2 separate regions of the Salmo salar genome follow, and region 2 is linked to region 1. A link is a contact called in public Hi-C data. All regions are on one chromosome and are shown on one strand. The core of a region is the stretch at or near the end of the contact, and the rest is flanking DNA. Distances in the headings are between cores, read along the strand shown. Region 1 holds the start of LOC106573548 (ras-related protein Rab-8A). Region 2 holds the start of LOC106573542 (scaffold attachment factor B2).

Region 1 (5,211 bases), core at 1,485-3,984:
TATCTGTATGGTCTTAAAGTGCCGCCATATGCTGACATGCAGCTTCATAGCACCTCCTTTCCACTATGGCCTGACACGCCTGCCACTATCCCAGCTCTGCATTTGACTGCTTAGCCTAGGTGTAAAATCATAATCCTGGTATTATATTGTGGTGGTAGCATATTTAGTAAAAGTGAAACTGAAAAAAAGCACCACTGGGGCCTCAATCAAGGTTATAAAACATGGATACTTATTGTATATAGTAGAATAATGTTAGTTATTGATGTATTGCTCCAGTTTTACAAAAGTTTCAGTTAGGGGCACTCTTGAAACCAAATAATACACAAACCAGAGAAGGTGAACCGTCAAAAGGTTTTATTGCTGTCTGTGAAGGTAATCAATCAAGGCTTCTCATCCTTACTTGACTGAGTCTGTGTTGAAATGTTTCATTCACTTTTCCCGCTTTCAGTCTAATAAATTTTTACACAACAACCTGGCTCAAGAGATTATTTAATTTATTATTTAGTAAGAAAAATAGAAATGTCAAACACAGAGACAAACCACTTCAGCATACAGTATATTATACCTATTCATTACGAAAAGGCATATTGTAGCTGAACAATATTGTAATCTTTATCATAAGGACAAAACACTGTCAATCAGCTCAACTGAATAATCCCCATTCAATATAATTTAATATTTTACGAAACATCCATGGTCCACAATTTACAACTATCACAGTTGATAGCTCACTACTGAAATCTCACTCAGCGTTGCTTTCTTCTGAAGGAGCAGCCTGTATAGGGGTGAGAAGGAGACTGGTAAAGTCAAAAATCAGTAGATATTCGATAGAGCTCTACACTGATATGGGCCTATGCTACTGTATAAGTTCTTGAGCAATGTGATTGTACAACAGTCTTCTTACCCTCCGTGAGGCGGCATTTCCCCCCTCTGGGCTGGCACAGGACGAAGGAGCAGCCGCCACAGGGCACCACTCTCTGGGCATGACTGAACACTGTGGTGATCCTGTAGCAGCCTGGAATAAAATTGAAATAAATGTTTTCTGTAACCTTGTTTTTTTTCTTTAATAAGCCTTTGTAAATGCTTTATTTATTTTCATGCTTTATATTTTTTTGTTGTAAATGATTATAATTCTTATAGATCGGGAAATGGGAAAGCTAATTTAATAATAGTGTGACCACTACATGTAAATAGTTTATCAATGCAAAAAGTTGCAACTTGGGCAGTTGATGTAAGCTACATCCTTAATACTCACCAGGGCATTTTACATCCATGAAGTAGGAGTTGGGACTCTGAACCAGCCTCTTCTTCTTGTGTCTTTGCCTCTCAGCCTCCAAAGTAGGGTGCATTAGGTCCTTAGTGAGCTGCAATATGGATTAATGTATAAAACATATTTGTTTTCACAGCTCACACCATTAGAACCATTAAAAAAGATAAAACCATATGAAAGGGGAAATAAGTCAAGGGCACCCTCTCATGTCTGATACAAGAACTGCAGCAGAACTATTTCTGAGGCATGCCCAGACATGTATTCCATTCCCAGAACAGGCACCACTATTTTATATTTGCTAAATGGTCATGTTTTAAACCAAACCATAGTCTTCATAATTTATTGCTGAACTTGACTGAATCATTAGCTAGTGCTGAGCGATTAACCGACAGTTTTTTTCTGGTTATTAGCAACGTCGGTCAATTACTTTAATTCCATTTAGCCCGGTTTTAGTGGGTGGGCGTATAATGCGAAGGTCTAGCAACCCAAAGGTTGCGAGTTCAAATCTCATCACGGACAACTTTAGCATTTTCGCTAATTTACAACTACTTACTACTTTTTTTATCTACTTTATAACTACTTAGCATGTCTGCTATCCCTTCCCCTAACCCTTTAACCTAACTTATAAACTTAACCTTAAGCCTAACACCAAGCCTAGCTAACGTTAGCCACCTAGCTAGAATTCATAACAGATTAATACGAAATTCTTTGAAACCAGGATGCCACCGTCTGACTGTTACTGCCTAAGCAGAGAAAATATTATTAGGATATTAAAACGAATAAGCTCATCAAATAAAAAGTAATATACACACCGGAAATATTGTATTATTTCATAGTAATTTCTTATTTTATATTGATATCTACCCCATGTGGAACTGAGAGACAAAGCAATATTTTCAATATTTTGACAAATTAATGTTTACTACTTTTGACTTTGGAATTTCCATTAAAAAGCTCTAAAATCATTGTAATGCTATTATTTCATAATGCATTTCATGTATAAAAAAAAGATCAAAATCGAAAACCATGATTATTTTTTTAAATAATCGAACTGAAACCGAAGCAACCTCAAAAAGTACTAATAACTTAGCACTATTAGCTACTGACTTAAATGTTCATGGTAAAAACAAGACCTCCAATAAACATGTACACGTTGTACAGTATTTGACTGGCTATTCCAAAGATGTCAACACAATACGTGTGGCTATACTTCTCGCATGAGCAAAGAAAAACCACTTACCGCCATTGCTTCTCTTGGTTATTGTTATTTCACTCACTGGCACTGTACTTTCAACTTTGATTAGAATATTACAGCACTCCTTGCAGACTGATATCGTTGTTGTTAAAATGAGAAGATAATGGTGGGATCACATTTTAATGGGTGGGACCACATTTTAATGGGTGGGACATTGACTTCAAGAGCACAATCAGCTGACGCTACCATTTTGATTGACAGCCGGTAATTCACGGATCCAGAGCAGTCAAGAGTGAAATGTTGTTTGTCCAATCACTGGTCCAGTAAATCGAGCAAAGCAGTAACGTATCTCTTTGCACAACTGCCAGGCGGGATTTCCGCAATTGCTAATAATATGGCGAAGACTTACGATTACTTGTTTAAACTACTGTTAATCGGCGATTCTGGCGTCGGAAAGACGTGTGTGTTGTTCAGGTTTTCAGAAGATGCCTTCAACTCAACATTTATCTCCACAATAGGTATGTAAATTTCGTACGTTTTCTGGTTAGAAAAGTTCTGCCGGAGGACGGGTAGCTAGTTAGCAGCAATGCTAGTGTGCGCCCATCCTGTCATGCTAACGCTAGTTAGCTAGCTATCTTATTTGGTTAGCATTCAGGACTAGCTTGCTAGTTAACTTAACCGGCTTTTCACACTGCTCGCTTGGCAATAAAACCAACACTTCAGCATCCCCAGCATACCTCAAATTTATATTTTCATGAGATTTTAGCAGGCGACGTCACCGGACTCCTTAGTTAACGAACGTTAGCTGTCAAGTGAGCAAGAACAAGCTTACTCTGACTCATTAGATAGCTTAGCTAGCTAACGTTAGATAACAGTGAAGTTCACTTCCCAACAAGCAATACATGAAAGAGTTTGCTAGTTCAAACCAGTCACTGTAACATTACAGAAAGGTAAGTTTTAGTAGCTACATGTTGGGGAGGTCTTCCCTGAAGTTATGCAGCCATTTACATTAGACAAGCCATCTCTCAAATTGAAGTTGTGCACTTCCTGTGTGTGGCCTGCAGCATCATCTAAAAAGATGGGCCTCCCTAGCCAGAACTCTCTGGACATGATATAATCCAAATAATTACTAGCTATCCTTCAAGCAAATGTTGAATGCAGTCTGGTTTTGCCACTTGTGCATAAACAGTGCTGTAGGCCTACAAAATACATCAAACTCAAATGGTTGTGTTTCAATGATCCTTTGTCGTTTGGAGCGCAGTGGTTAGACAATAGTGAAATAAAATTTAAGTGGGTGGAAGTGCAAGAATTGTCTCACTTTTGCTTTTCCTCTTTCAGGTATTGACTTTAAAATTAGAACTGTAGAACTAGATGGTAAGAAGATCAAGCTACAGATATGGTAAGACAGCCCTTTGACTTCACAGAATGTCTCTGAAATTATGTCTTGAAAAAGTGCACCTTGGGAATGATCACAATTGGCCTATAATTCTACAAGTGGGTTAAAATCAGGGATGGGAAGTAAAGGATCTCATTGTGTTGTTCTCTCCCAGGGACACAGCTGGCCAGGAGCGGTTTCGAACAATCACAACGGCATACTACAGAGGAGCCATGGTCAGTCGCTTTACTTTACTATGTCCCTCTCACAATTTTGCAAATGTACTACAAAGCACATGCCTACATGAGAATCAGTAAGATACTTGAGTAAAAGTAAAGATAATGACTCAAGTAAAAGTGAAAGTCACCCAGTAAAATACTACTTTGGTAAAAGTCTAAACGTTTCTGGTTTTAAATGTACTTAAGTATCAAAAGTAAATGTAATCGCTAAAATATACTTAAGTATCAAAAGTAAAAGTATTAATAATTTCAAATTCCTTATATTAAGCAAACCAGATTGCACGATTATCTTGATTATTATTTATTTATGGATAGCCTGGACACATTTCAACACTCAGACATAATTTACAAACAAAGCATTTGTGTTTAGTGAATCAGCCAGATCAGAGGCAGTAGGGATGACGAGGGATGTTCTCTTGATAAGTGCATGAATTAGACAATTTTCCTATCGTGCTAAGCATTCAAAATGTAACTAGTACTTTTGGGTGCCAGGGAAAATGTAAAAAGTACATTACTTTCTTTCGGAATGTAGTGGAGTAAAAGTTGTCAAATAAATAAAGTACAGTTACTCCAAAAAAAGACTTATGTAGTACTTTACTGTTTTTACTTAATCACTTTACACCGCTGATGAGAATATAGTTTAGAATCTAAAAATAAATCCATATTCAGAGACATTAATAGTGATTAATTTGTTAGGCCTAGATTGCACACTAGTTTGAGTCCCTCCCTTTATTTTTGTAAATTAAGCACTACATACCTGAGATCATTCATGTTCAGGCCCTTCATAACAATTAGCTTTTTACTCAAGTGTACAAGTCTCAAGTTTAACAGGATGTTAGTATCTGACATCGATTGTTAAAGTGGTTGTTGTTTACCAAGTCTGTTTTTGTTTTTCTCCCCAGGGCATCATGTTGGTCTATGACATCACCAATGAGAAGTCATTTGACAACATCAAAAACTGGATAAGAAATATAGAGGAGGTAATTATCAGAAATTATAGTAGTTTGGTTCCTGGATGCTTATTGGCTGAAACGGCATCTTATTTCACGTGGTGCCTAAGAACAGCCCTTAGCCATGGTAGTGTTTCCACTACAGTCAAAATATGGAACAAGAGAAAAAATATTTCTGCAGA
Region 2 (5,211 bases), core at 1,983-4,482, 200 kb before region 1:
CAAAACAGTGGGACCAGTGTTAGTATTGGAAATCCAAATCGGATATCATTGTTACCAGATTTGTCAAAATCAAATAACATTTTATTTTTTACATGCACCAAATACAACAGGTGTAGACTTTACCGTGAAATACGTACTTACGAGCTCTTTCCCAACGATGCAGAGTTAAAAATAAAAACAATATATGGGAGAGCCCAGCAATCCTGTAGGAACCTTGCTGAAGGTGATTATGAATCCCTTCTCTGTGTAGGCCTGTGGTTAATATGAGTTATGTGACTATCCCTTTTTATGAGCTCTGACGCATCTGTCTTAGCTTGTTCTCATTACAGAAGGAGCTGACATTCACTGTGTACCTTCAGTATCAGTATACGAACTTGGATGAGGAGGTGCAAGAAAAGCAAACTGTTATTGTGGGCAAACCACTGGTATCCAAACTAAATCTCCACAAACCTTGGCTTCCCCGCTCCAACTCGGCCTCCTCCTCATTTGACCTTCACTCATTCAGCCATTCCTCCTACTTCCCAAAGGGCTTTGGGCCAAGCTTCCCTGCCTCAGACTTCCTCCATTGTCTCAGCCTCCACCTCCTGGTCATATTACTCACAGCCAGGCGAGTCCGTCACCCCATCTTTCACTGGGAAGATCAATCTACCGGTGGAGGATGACAGTGCAGAGTTGTTTGATTCTGACGCCCCTCCGCCTCTCACGACAACCTACCTCATGGTCAAGTAGAGGACCTCACATATTGGTTCAGTAACATGCAAAACTTCCATTCATGTTAGTCCTGTCAATTTGTGGAACGTAAGCGTGTGACCCATTCTGTTTTGTCTACAGACATTAACTTATTGTGCAACTTATTGTTCTACTGTATTTTAGTCAATGCCACTCCGACATTTCTCATCCTAATATATATTTCTTAATTCCATTATTTTACTTTTAGATTTGTGTATTGTTAAATACTACTGCACTATTGGGACTAGGAACACAAGCATTTCACGTGCTTCTACACCTGCATTGCTTGCTGTTTGGGGTTTTAGGCTGGGTTTCTGTACAGCACTTTGAGATATCAGCTGATGTAAGAAGGGCTATATAAATACATTTGATTTGATTTGATTTGACTACAGTACACCCGCAATAACATCTGCTAAATATGTGTCTGTGACCAATAAAATTGGATTTGATTTTCATTTGAGCTTGCATTACAACAAATTGATCCCATAACCTGCATTGTTTATATGTTAAAGGATACAGAGGTAAAAAAAATAATGTAATGGGTGTTTGTGAAAATTGTATGAAAACATAGTGCCTTTTCTATAGTTCAAAGGAGAACCATTACATTTTGGGCATGGTATTATTACATTTCTTTCACATGGCGGTATGAAATATTAGTCATTTTTTAAAACCTAAATAACTTATTAAAACGTGTTTTTGAACATTCACAATTTCAAATTTCCCTTTAATACTATATAAACAAATAATTACATAACAAGGACACTGCCCGGGATGGTGTTTGGAAGAGCGTGCTTGTTTGAAATGGAAAAGTGTTGCGATAGCTTTTGATAAAGAAGAACATCAAGACGAAGCAGCTGCTTTATAAGTGGGATGCACTGTTGAGCGCTACAGCCTGAGGGGTTCATGCTGATATTATGGAGAATGTGACAGCTGTTTAAATGGCGTCCCTTGAGAAGGCAAGAACAAGATGTATGTCAGGTGGAGTGCAGTATTATCATAAGGAAACGTATACTTGGAATACGGAGGAGGAATGGTGGGAAAAAGAGGCAGAGGAGGTCTAAGAGAGAGAGGGAGGAAGAGGGTGAGCTTGAGTCAGTTAAAAATGGAGATGGTTTGTTAAAGAACAATGGTAGAAAGTGTAAGCAGAGTGAGCTGAAGACAGGAGGAGAAATGGAAGTGAATGAGGTCAAAGTATCGGAGGTGGTAGGTGTGGTAAAGTTCTCGGAGCCCGAGGCTTGCGCCACGGGTCAGGATAAAGATGAGTCTGTGATAGTAGAAGTGAAGTTTTTGGAAAAAGTGGACCCTTGCCTTTTGGCTGATCGATTTGTGCTTTCAGGGTGGGTGAAAACAGAGTTGGGTGCTGTGGAATCGGTGAGGGTAACCAGAAGTGGTCTTGTGATAACTGTTTGTGTTTCTGCTGGTGAGAGGGAGAAGGTGCTCTGCATTAATCGAATGGAGGCGAGGAAAAGCGAATTGTTTTGCTCTCAAGAAAAGCGCGCCATTGAATGGAGTGATAACTGGGGTAGCAGTAAATGTAAAAGTTGACCAACTGAAGGGGAAGATTCCCGGTGTTTGTGATGCTCGTTGTTTGGTGCGACGCAGACAGGGTGGTGTGAGTGGTGAAAGTGAAGAGTCATTGTCTGTTCTTTTGAGTTTTGATGTTGAGTCTTTGCCCGACAAAGTGATGTTAGGATATATAAGTTATCCTGTAAAAGCTTTTGTGCCAAATATATTACGTTGTTGCAGGTGTCAAGCTTATAGGCTTGTGGCAGCAGGGTGTAGGATGGAGGTTCCTAAGTGTGAGAAGTGTGCAGAAGGCCATGAGACAAAGGAATGTGTATCAATGGGGAAAGTAGTGGTATGTGTTAATTGTAGGGGTGCCCATGGGGCTGGGGATCAGAAATGTCCCGTGCGAGAGAGGCAGGTCGAGGTTTCCAGGGTTAGAGTAGTGCAGAAGTTGTCATATGCTGAGGCAGTGAAGAAAGTAGAGGGATATGGGTCAAGGCGGACAAGATCCTGAGAGGAGTGGTGTGAGTAGCAGATATGTACCAGTAAAGAGGGATAGGCCAACAAGTTATATATGTTTCAGTAAGATTGGATTGGATTTTTTGCATTTATAGCGATGGTTATCAACTGTATTGCAGGGATGGAACGTAAGTGGCAGAAAAGGTTGTGGTGGCAGCTGCAGAGAGGTATTTTGATGTGTTAAGGGTGTGTTAAGTGGTGGTGTCCCATCCTTTCAGGTTCTTGGCATGAGGTAGGGTTAAATAGATTTAAATAGTGGGGTAGGGTGGTGTTATTTTTTGTGAGTGTAGTGTTAGATGGTCAGGTATTTGTTTATTTATTTATCAAGGAAAGTGTAAGGGAGTTGTATTCCAGTCTAGTAGGTGGCGGTAATGCAGCATTTATTGGATGCCAACCGCCGTTAAACCTCATCGAAGAATAAGAAAAAGAAGAACACTGCCACCTACTGCCCTCGGGTACAAACAGTTATCAAAAAACGCATGCGCAGTGGAATGTCCTTTTCAAAGTACGCCATTTTGTAACAGTAGACCGCCTGTTTTCGCGCAAGAGAGCAGCTATTCCGTGATTGCAAACACTTTTTTGTTGCGTTTTCTGAGTGTAATAATGGCTGAAAACTCTTCGGCAGGAGAAGCTGGGGCTGTTGAGATTCCGGAGGGAGCGATTCGCAAATTGTCGGAATTGAGAGTCATTGACTTAAAAGCCGAATTAAAAAGACGAAATCTGGACACCATTGGGATCAAGAGTACGCTGACTGAGAGGCTGAAAAAGGTAGACATGCTAACTAGTAACGTTAGATGGATAGCTGTGCTAATGTGCTTGGTATTTTGCCAACTGAGATGACCTTTCGTGATAATTCCACAATTAAGTGGAACCAGTATAATTTCATTAGTTAATATAATTATCAATCGTTAGCTATAACCACTAGCATTAGCTACATTTGATAGTCACTCCAAATGAATTGAACGTTAGCTAACCATGGCCTTGCGAGGCGTTAGCCACATGGTTCCCTTTCCTCGAGTACCCCTACTTCGTATTCTAGAAATAGCACACCCGATTCAACTACCAAAAGTCTTGGTGGTTAGTTCACCATTTGAATCATATGTTCTAGTTTTGGAATACATAAAATACGTTGAATGGAGGGGGGTACTTACGGAGAGTTTAGGGCGGCGCACAATTGCCCCAGTGTCGTCCGGGTAATGGGATTGTTTGGCCTAGGGGGCATTATAAGTAAGCCGTCATTGTAAATAATAATTTGTAATTAACTGACCTGCCTAGTAAAATAAAAATAGAGGTTTACGAAACACGGCATAGGCCAGCTAGCTTCCCGGGTCAGATGGGCTCCCGAGTGGCGCAGCGGTCTAAGACACTGCATCTCAGTGCTAGAGGTGTCACTACAGCCTCGCTGGTTCGAATCCAGGCTGTATCTTAACCGACCGTGATTGGGAGGCCCATAGTGCTGCGCACGATTGGCCCGGTGTGGGCCGTCATTTTTTCTTAACTGACTTGCCTAGTTGAATAAAGGTAAAATAAAGATGTATACATAGCTAGCTAACGTTAATTAACAATAATTCCACCAGCCAGCACCCTTGTAGCCTATAACTGACACACATAGCCGTGTGTTTGATAGCCAAATTGGCTTAACTCCTGAAACCATATCTAACATAGTTGGCTAGATAACATCATTCATTCATCATGTCATCATCAATTTCTCCACAGGCGATTGAAGAAGAGGGTGGAAATCCAGATGAGATGGAGGTTGTTCTCGATGGAACTCCTAAGAAGGCACTGACTAAACGGATCTCCAAAGGTATGTTAAATGAGTGGGAGCAAGATCTTAAGTCGGCAATAATATCTTGAAGTAAAGATAAAATATATTACAGAGAGCCTTAAAATGAGACATTGCTCTTCTGCAGGGAAAAGACAGGAGAACGATGAACCAGAGGACTGCACCATGGAGGAAGATTCGGGTGATGGCCAGGTGTGTATCAACCATTGAATCACCTGGTTTAATCTAATGTAATCGCTTTGCTCTACTGTTAGTCTCCCTGGATAACAATCTATTGATGAATTCACTTCCCTTCAAGGATGACATGGAAAACATGCAGGACATGGACATCCTGGATATGAATGTGCTTGATGAAGCTGAGAATGACAACGGTATGCTAGGAGAGGAGGAGTATGACACGGATGAAGTCCTGAACGAAGATGAACACGACATCGGCATCTCTGGCTTAACTGAGCCAATGGGCAAAGCCAAACCTGAAGAGGTGAGACCCATGCGCTAGAGTTGTGTGGAACACTCATGTCTAATGATGTTTCCAATATTATCTTGTTTGAAATGTTGCACCATGCTGGTGTGTGATTCTTTTTTTCCCCTCTTTCTAAAACTAGGATGTACAGCCAGAAGTAGCAGACATGGAAGACAATGAAGATCTCAATTGCAGTTCAGCTAAAGAG

What was found. A called contact is a pair of places that touch in the nucleus more often than the background predicts.
Region 2: a contact with region 1 is called in a Hi-C map of muscle, with 2.6 times the contacts expected there. The contact joins the promoter of LOC106573542 here to the promoter of LOC106573548 in region 1. A contact is called at or near these places in 2 of 3 Hi-C or Micro-C datasets (blood and muscle).

The regions. Positions count from the first base shown.
Region 1 is chrssa16:40,344,856-40,350,066 of Ssal_v3.1, reverse strand. It overlaps LOC106573548 (ras-related protein Rab-8A), which reads left to right and starts at 2,734. Exons shown (of 8, transcript XM_014148684.2): 1 at 2,734-2,983; 2 at 3,804-3,864; 3 at 4,016-4,076; 4 at 4,982-5,059. The coding sequence starts at 2,860. LOC106573549 (40S ribosomal protein S27-like) reads right to left here and starts at 2,706. Exons shown (of 4, transcript XM_014148686.2): 1 at 2,511-2,706; 2 at 1,256-1,364; 3 at 905-1,015; 4 at 478-775. The coding sequence starts at 2,516. The coding sequence ends at 747. It overlaps LOC106573547 (tropomyosin alpha-4 chain), which reads left to right. Exons shown (of 9, transcript XM_014148680.2): 9 at 1-471.
Region 2 is chrssa16:40,542,619-40,547,829 of Ssal_v3.1, reverse strand. It overlaps LOC106573542 (scaffold attachment factor B2), which reads left to right and starts at 3,232. Exons shown (of 18, transcript XM_014148672.2): 1 at 3,232-3,522; 2 at 4,471-4,561; 3 at 4,668-4,732; 4 at 4,839-5,021; 5 at 5,146-5,211. The coding sequence starts at 3,358.